Linked DNA regions of Ovis aries: region 1 is linked to region 2. The links are chromatin contacts, called in public Hi-C maps. All regions are on one chromosome and are shown on one strand. Each heading gives the region's core, a stretch centred on a gene start, on an enhancer-like site or on the middle of the called end of the contact. The rest is flanking DNA. Distances are from core to core; before and after follow the strand shown.

The links. Hi-C and Micro-C count contacts between places; a contact is called where the count stands out from the background.
Region 1: a contact with region 2 is called in a Hi-C map of skin fibroblasts, with 2.7 times the contacts expected there. The contact joins the promoter of NFE2L2 here to the enhancer-like site in region 2. A contact is called at or near these places in 4 of 16 Hi-C or Micro-C datasets (liver, skin fibroblasts and tail adipose tissue).

What each region holds. Positions count from the first base shown.
Region 1 is chr2:132,851,131-132,855,249 of ARS-UI_Ramb_v3.0, forward strand. It overlaps NFE2L2 (NFE2 like bZIP transcription factor 2), which reads left to right and starts at 2,106. Exons shown (of 5, transcript XM_015093345.4): 1 at 2,106-2,298. The coding sequence starts at 2,254. It overlaps LOC132659203 (a long non-coding RNA gene), which reads left to right and starts at 2,784. Exons shown (of 3, transcript XR_009599321.1): 1 at 2,784-3,021. It also overlaps the pseudogene LOC132659200.
Region 2 is chr2:132,800,731-132,805,323 of ARS-UI_Ramb_v3.0, forward strand. The region is part of intron 3 of LOC121818696; the gene reads left to right. Among named protein-coding and RNA genes, the nearest start is that of NFE2L2, 50 kb to the right of the region's middle. Within about 2 kb of position 2,506, at least 3 of the 54 cell types and tissues checked have an H3K27ac peak or open chromatin away from gene starts, as enhancers often do.

The DNA.
Region 1 (4,119 bases), core at 856-3,355, 50 kb after region 2:
TCATGGCACTGCATTCAAGTTTAGAGGGCAAGGCCTCGTTTCTCACATGGATATGATCTTGGATCAGAGTTCTGCAAAGACCAGCAACCTCCTTGATGTGGGTGGTCTGAGACTGGGGTTTCCTCCTCTTGTGCTGAATCCCCATTTAATGCCAAACAGCTTTTTTTTAGCTGTTTCCTTAATTTTTCTTAAACATGTTCAGACTCTTATTGTATTGTCCTCCTCCCTTTGAAAATATGTACTCTGCAGGTGCCTGAAATAATATACTCCCAGTAATTGCAGTTTTGCAAAAGTAAAGTTTATTTTATTCAGTCTAAACTCAACGGAAATTTGTTGCCCAACAAGGAAATACCAAATTTTATAAGCCGCTGGAGGGCAGCCATCATGTCGTATATGACTTTGTTATTGCCTGCCTCCTGTGCTCTCTGTCTACCTTCTCCATGTACTAATTTTAATAAGTAACTTGAATTGTTAGCAATATACTCTGGTGCCATTCTTTGACACAGAAATGTCATTTCATAATGTCTCTGCATATTCCATGTCAGGTTCACTGTAAATCACTTCTCCTGAGCTTGTTGTTAGTGTGCAGATCATTTTGCAGCCTTCTCACTTAACAGCTGAAAGTTTAATTCAAATTGAAGAAACTTACTTCAATTACAGGCAATTAATTTAGGCTTCACTTACCTTAAGAAATATTCCAACATATAAATCAACAGGTAAGTCCTGGGAGGGTCAAATTACGCAACCAAGAGAAAGTAAGTTCTTTGCAGCTTTGGGGGCGTTGGTCTGCTGTAGTCAGGCTTTTATGGTTTTCTTTTTCTTTTTTTGGCGTCAGGTTTTTGAATGAAATAGTAAAACCAGTGCCAGACACTGTCTACTCCACCTGGTTTTGCATAATTCGAAGAAGTGATAAACTGAAAATCAGGCTTGTTAAAGAGCTAGAAAGAGTGCTGTTGCATAAGAGAAAACAAAACTAAACCATTTCTCTATTCTTTTTTAAATCATAAGATTTCACAATATTCCTGTTTTCAAGTACTTGAAGTTTGCTCTGGGCACTGACTACTTTTTAAATAATTGTTTTTAAGGTGCAGTGAATAATACACATTTATCGTAGATTTAAAACATACTTAAAGTAACAAAGAGATAAAAATCATTCAAGGTCCTGCAACTATTAATATTACTAGTAATATTTTGAAGAACTTTTTTTTTTCTAGGTACATGCTTTCACAGAACGGGTCCATACTACACAGTTTTATAACTTGTTTTTTGCGTTTTTGTTTTTAAAATCGTATCTTGAGTACGTGAAAACTTCTAGAGGTTATGACACGTTTGTAATATCGAACAGGGTTAAAAATCGCCATCTATGGTGTGGCGTGTGCACTCTGGTGGGAAGAGAATGCTCCGGATGGGCAAGCTCGACCACTCTCCGATCCAAAGAGACTTCTCCATTCGCCCTCGGGGACTGAAGCCTGGCCAGAGTGCAAGGCGTGGGAGTAAGTGGAGGGCGATCAGGGTGACCGAGCACGAGCTCCCCGCGCGGTCCACTCTTCCCCCGGGCCAGTCTCACTGGCTGAGCCGGAGCGAGAGGGCAGCTCGCCGTGAGCTGGGCCCAGGTCCCGGCTTCCGGCCCCCACCCCCCGGGCTGGCGCCACTCTCGGGCGGTGGGGAGAGAGAAAGCCGGGCAAGGTTCTGCAAATCCAAAGCAGGGAGGCGCAGCTCCGATACCATCGCCTTTGCCGAGTCTCCAAGCATGTTTGTTTCAACTGTTTAAACTGTTTCAAAGCACCCGAACCCCAGCGACCTTCGGCAAACAACTCAATCCCACGGGCGGGGAGCGATGGCCGTATTCGCTAGAAGGGCAAACTGACAGCGGAGGCAGGCGAGCTTCGGGGGCCTTCCTCCGGCACTCTGCCTGCCCGCAGCCGCCCCTGAGACCCCCGCCCGCAACTCTTTCCCGCCCCAGGACGGCCAGCTTCTTGCGTCAGCCCGGCGAGGGTGGGGGATTTTCGGAAGGTCGGCCCGGGCGGCTGGCTGGGGAAGGAAGGGCCTTGGGCTCTCGCCCCGCCCTCGCGGGGCGGGAGGCGGAGCGGGACAAGAGCCCGATCGGCGACTCCGGCCAAGTCAGGGAGAAGCGAGTTCCTAGGATCCCCCAGGAGCCGCCGCCGCCACCAGTACCGCCGTGTCCGCTCCAAGCCTCGGCAGCCGGAACAGGGCCGCCGTCGGGGAGCCTCAAAGCACCGTCCCCAGCTCAGCATGATGGACTTGGAGCTGCCCCCGCCGGGACTGCCGTCCCAGCAGGTGGTGCCAGGACGGGAGCAGGGGCGCGAGGGAGCCGCGGCCCGGGAGGGACAGCCGCATCGGCCTCTTTCCCCGTCTGTGGCCGGAGCGGACTGCAGCTGCCGCGCACACACCAGAGCCGCCGCGCTTGAGCTGGGGCCGGGGGAGGGGAGTGGCGACCCCAAGGGCTGCGAGGGGTATGGGGGCGCGGGGAATGGTGTGACTGACAACGCGCCCGCAGCCCCCGAGGGCGGTAGGGTTGGGGTTGGGGGGCTACGCCAGCGCGCGTGGGGGCGAAGTGCGTCTCTAACCGCGTCCCCGGTCGCCGGAGCCGAGATGCTGGAGCCGCGGCCGGCCCCCTCTCCGAGTTTGAGCGGCCGGGAGGCAACCGGGTAGGAGAGGGCGGACACTGGCGGTCTGAGCCGGCGCGGCCCGGCCCTTCCGGGGCTGCGCGGCTCCCCCGCCTCGGAGCCGGCAAAAATGTGCCTAGTCACGGGGCCACTCTCGGGGGAACTGAGGTCTCCGGGCTGGGACCCGGAACCCCTCCTCTGCCGCTGCTCCTCTGCTCAAGACCTCCGCGGGCGCGAGCCGCGGCGCTCTTACCCTGCTGAGGGTTCTCTTAGGCAGAGTGATCAATCACTCCAGCCTTGCGATCGCCCTGAGGCCGCTTGGCGAAAATGCCCAGCTCCCAGGGTGGGGGCAGGAGGAGGTCACCAAGCGCCCAGCGCACTCGGTTTCCCCGACGTACGGCGATCGAACCCTGCCCTGCGCGCCGCCTCGCCCCGAGGGAAGGGTTCGGGCTCTTAGAACTCTGAGTCGGCCCCTAGCAATACGCCGGCAAGGGCGGGTGGGGCGGTGGACTCTGAAGTCCGACGGGCCTTCGCCCCCCACCCCACCCCAGCTCCCCGGGGCTTCTCGATCCCGGCGCTGTGCTTCCCGGTGGCGCACGCCGCGAGCGTCGTCCCGGCGCCGTGACAGTGGCCGGTTGGCTGTCACGGCGGCCCTCAGTGGGCCCTTTCCTGCTTTGTAGCGTGCAAACCTTGCCGCGCCGGGGCCAAGGGACAAGTTGGAGCTGTTGATCTGTTGCGCAATTGTTATTTTCCCTAGGGCGGCTTTGTCTTTGGATTTAGCGTTTCGGAATTGCAATTCCAAAATGTGTAAGGCAGGATATTCTGTTCTCTGCTGTCAAGGGTAAGAATTTCGAGTGTAGATTAGCATTTCTGTTGTTTTTAGGCTGTTACTAAATGTTGCGCTTTCATACATTGTTTCTCTTTTGGGTGCTTTATGTAGTTTTCCTTTTCTGTTTGAGAATTTGCCTCAATTGCTTTCCTAGTATGTTGCTTTTGAGAGGGCAGAGGGTGGGACAGCTGTGTCTCATAAAACTTCGCTAACAAGTTCTGTAAATGTCGCAAATGTGGGAACAAGTTTCTGTGTATATTTTGTAGGGACTTTTTAAAGGAGTAGATAGTTTTATTTCCAATTTGTGCGTGTGAATGCGTTTTTTGGAAAAATATTTAGTTCAAGGAAATGTGTAACCTAATAGGAACGGTAAATATATTTAAGCTCTTAAACATCAAGCTTTAGACTAATCCTGAAGTAAGGTTTTGATATATTGACAATGTAGTGATTGTGCCTTTTTTTTCCCTTGGAAGCTGTTGTCTTGAACTTTCCCCCAGTAGTGATTAAGACTGTGTTCCTTCCTCCCCACGATATGAAGAAATAAATTGTGCTTTCCGATTCAGCTGCTGTTCAGTCCCTATAGCCATTTCTTTAATAATCTATATGACCAAAGGATATATGATGCTAATGGACTCTAGTTTTCCCAGATTCAGGAATGTAGCC
Region 2 (4,593 bases), core at 1,256-3,755:
TCAGATTTTAGATTAATACATGTGGTAACTGGCAGAAACTTTTTCACCAAAAAATATGCACAAACACAGTCACGACAACACTATTTCTAATAGCCCCAAACAATCTGAAAGCCCATAGATAAACTGTAATCTATTCACATAAGGGAACTACGCAGCAGTGAGAATGAAGGAACTAAAATTTTATGCAACGACAGGGATGAATCTTATGAACATGGTGACGTGTAAAGGAAGCCAGGCCAAATGCGTACACACCGTGTGATTTTTATCTACATAAAGTTAAATAGGGAATTCCCTGGCAGTCCAGTGGTTAGGACTCAGCGCTCTCACTTCTGGGGTCCCAGGTTCAATTCCCGGTCAGGGAAATAAGATCCTACAAGCCACATGGTGTAGCCAAAAGTTAAACAGACAAAATGAATCTCTGATGTTATAAGTCAGGTCTGTTTTGGTGGGGAAGTATTAGTGACTAGGAGGGAGGCATAAGAGCAACTTCTGGGGTAATAATAGTATTCCATCCCTTGATCTGAAGACTGGTTACATAGGTGTATTGATTTTGTGAGAATTAGTTGGGCTATAAATTTATGTATGTATGCATAGTTGATTAAAACATACATGGTTAAATTTTGTATGCATGCATAATGTACTTACATTTAAAGTTTACTAAAAATTTGGCAACACATGTTAATTTCAAAAATATCTAGACTACAGGAAATATATAGTGTTAGGGGATAGCTTTCAAAAAAGATAAAATTGTGACTTATGTAAATATCAAATTAACACACATTAAAGATTTTATTTAACTCATTAATTAGTGAAGAAACAGTAAGATATTATAGACAGTTCAAATGAATTTGATTTACAGAGATTTTTAAATTATTTATTTTAATTGGAGGCTAATTACTTTACAATATTGTAGTGGCTTTGCCGTACATTGACATGAATCAGCCATGGGTGTACACGTGTTCCCCACCCTGAACCCCCCTCCCACCTCCCTCCCCATCCCATGCCTCTGGGTCATCCCAGTGCACCAGCTCTGAGCACCCTGTCTCATGCATCAAACCTGGACTGTCGATCTGTTTCACATATGATAATATACGTGTTTCAATGTTATACCCTCAAATCATCCCACACTTTGCCTTCTCCCACAGAATCCAAGAGTCTGTTCTTTACATCTGTGTCTCTTCTGCTGTCTTGCATATAGGATCATCATTACCATCTTTCTAAATTCCATATATATACATTAATATACTGTATTGGTGTTTTTCTTTCTGACTTACTTTACTGTGTATAACAGGCTCCAGTTTCATCCACCTCATTAAAACTGATTAAAATGCATTCTTTTTAATGGCTGAATAATATTCCATTGCATATATGTATCACAGCTTTCTTATCCATTCGTCTGCCGATGGACACAAGTTTATATGGGCTTCCCAGGTGGTGCTAGTGGTAAGGAATCTGCTTGCCAATGCAGGAGACACATGAGACACGGGTTTGGTCCATGAGTTGGGAAGATCCCCTGAAGTAGAAAATGGTGACCCACGCCAGTATTCTTGCTTGGAAAATACTGTGGACAAAGAAGCCTGGCGGCTACACCCCATGAAGGTCACAAAGAGTCAACACAGCTGAGAGACTGAACACACACATATTATCTACCAGCAAAATTTATTTACATAGTATTAATAGGAATCATTTATATAGCTATGGATAGGAAACATTTTCATGTTACATGTTAACCCTCTTTCTCTACTGAATTGGAAAATAGTCTAGTCAAAGACAATGAAAGCAGAAGTAACCAGAATTGATGAGCTAAATTCCATCCACTAAATTTCAAAGACTTTCTTACACTAGAGTAAAATCAAAACAACTTGTAATTTTCCTAGTCAGGGATAACCTACATGCACACATTTTGTGCCATACTTTTTAATATTGTATGAGAATTATCTTAAATCTGTAGCAAAACTTGACTGCTTCCATGTTGAGTATAGAATGATTTCCCTTTGTACCAGGAAGCACTGCTCGCATTCCTGATTATTTCCTTAGCATACTTTCTTAGAAGAAATACTAGATCAAAAGATACGGCCATTTTAAGATTCTTTATACATGTTGCCAAGTGCTATAGGAATACTTTGAAGCACATAGCTGGGTAGGGAAAGGGAGAAAGGAAAAACCTTTCTAGATTACCTGCCCACAGACATCAGGGGTAAAATGTATGTTTGCAGTTTTCAACTACCCACTGTCTGCCTTCATTTTTTTTTTTTTTTTTTGCTTTTGGACTTCATCAGGATTGAGCAAAAACTCAGTCATTGACTGAGGAAAAAGTGTGGGTTGGTACAGCAAACCACAAAAATCTCCAGTTTAAACGCAAATCCAAGCTTACAAGAGATCTCCCTGCACTGATGGCTTCATCTGTGTTAGGTTATAAATCCCTTGAGGGAGTTTCCAGAACTCAAACCCCACTTCCTCCATATGACTTCCTGTGTTCACATGTGTTTTCTGATCTGTTTTGCCAGTCAGGATTTAAAATATTCTCTAAGATACATGAGTACTAAATTATTCAATTATTCAATAGTGTTTATCAATTGCCTTCTAATTGAAGTGCTAGTTCTGAGGTAAGTAGTAAGCAAAACAGACTTATTCCTGCCCTGTGAGTACCCAAAATATGTTTGTGCTATGCTGTGCTAAGTTGCTTCAGATATGTCCAACTCTTTACAAACTTACGGATTGTAGCCCTCCAGATTCCTCTGTCCATGGTATTCTCCAGGCAAGAATACTGGAGTGGGTTGCCATGTTCTCCCCAGGATCTTCCTGACCCAGGGATCGAACCCATGTCTCTAACATCTCCTGCACTGGAAGGCGGGTTCTTTACTACTGGTGCCACAGCCAGTATGTAATAAGTAAAATATAGCCACATACATGGAATGAACATCATGAGTTCTCAGTTCAGTCGCTCAGTCGTGTCCAACTCTTTGTGACCCCAGGGACTGCAGCACATCAGGCCTCCCTGTCCATCACCAACTCCCAAAGTTTACTCAAACTCATATCCACTGAGTTGGTGATGCCATCCAGCCATCTCATCCTCTGTTGTCCCCTTCTCCTCCCACCTTTAATCTTTCCCAACATCAGGGTCTTTTCAAATAAGTCAGTTCTTCACATCAGGTGGCCAAACTATTGGAGTTTTAGCTTCAGCACCAGTCCTTCCAATGAATATTCAGGACTGATTTCCTTTAGGATGGACTGGTTTGATCTCCTTGCTGTCCAAGGGACTCTCAAGAGTCTTCTCTAACACCACAGTTCAAAAGCATCAATACTTTCTTTATAGTCCAACTCTCACATCCATACATAACCACTGGAAAAACCATAGCTTTGACTAGATGGGCCTTTGTTGACAAAGTAATATCCCTGCTTTTCAATATGCTACCTAGGTTGGTCATAACTTTCCTTCCAAGGAGTAAGCGTCTTTGAATTTCATGGCTGCAGTCACCATCTGCAGTGATTTTGGAGCCCCCAAAATAAAGTCTGTCACTGTTTCCACTGTTTCCCCATCATGCATTTTAATGTCAGGCTATTTATTGTTTGGTGTTGTATTTGTTGACTACTCCCTAGAAATAGATCTTCTCTATCCAACTAGATAAGATGCTCCTTGAAGATAGGGCTACGTCTTCACTTCCCTAACATCTTCCAAATTATTGTGCACTTAATAGGCACCTAGTAGAGTGCAACTCCAGTAGAGAGCAAGCTCCAGGAGATGGTAAAGGACAGGGAAGCCTGGCATGCTGCAGTCCATGGGGTTGCAAAGAGTCAGACACAACTGAGCAACTGAACAACGGAGAGCAGCTAAAGTGGGCTTCATGTCTGCATGGACCAAGCAAGCTATTCCTTCCAGCTCCTCAATTATTCTTATAATCTCTGTGGGGATAAATAACAAATGACTGGGAGACAGGATGTAACTTATTATGAAAGTGTTGTTTTACATTTTATCTTTGCCAATAGGTGGCATCATCAATTTTGAAATTACATTTTCTATTTTGTAACCCCAAATTCTAAGTATGCAGTTCATTGGATAAATGCTTATTGGGCATCTTCTATGTGGAAGCTGCCCTGCTGGCTACCACTAACAGAATGAGAAATAAAAATACTACAGATACGCTTTAACCTATTCCCTTCCTAGTATACGCTAAAGGACATTCCACTTTCAGATTTCATTCTTGTTTTACAAAATAACATCTAAATCTGTGATAACAACTCAAAAATGACAATTTTACCTGTGTGTGTGTATTTTCAACTCAACCTAATATCTTATTTTAAATGGAGGAGAGGGATGTTAATTTAAATAAAATGTAAACCAGAAAAATATGGATTAGGTGTGGGAGTGAGGGGGTCAATCCTCAGAATTTAATCCAAGCTGACTTTTTAAATAACACAATTTACGACTCCTCAGTGAAAGGAACTTTATTTCCTTTTGGAAGATAAGAGAAGCATGATCCAGGCATAACAGAACTATTTCTACAGCTTCCAAGGCTGCATAGTCCCATCTGGAGATAATAAAAGATCCCATTCCTCTGTGTTTATTTCAAAAGATTCATTCTCTGGAATGAT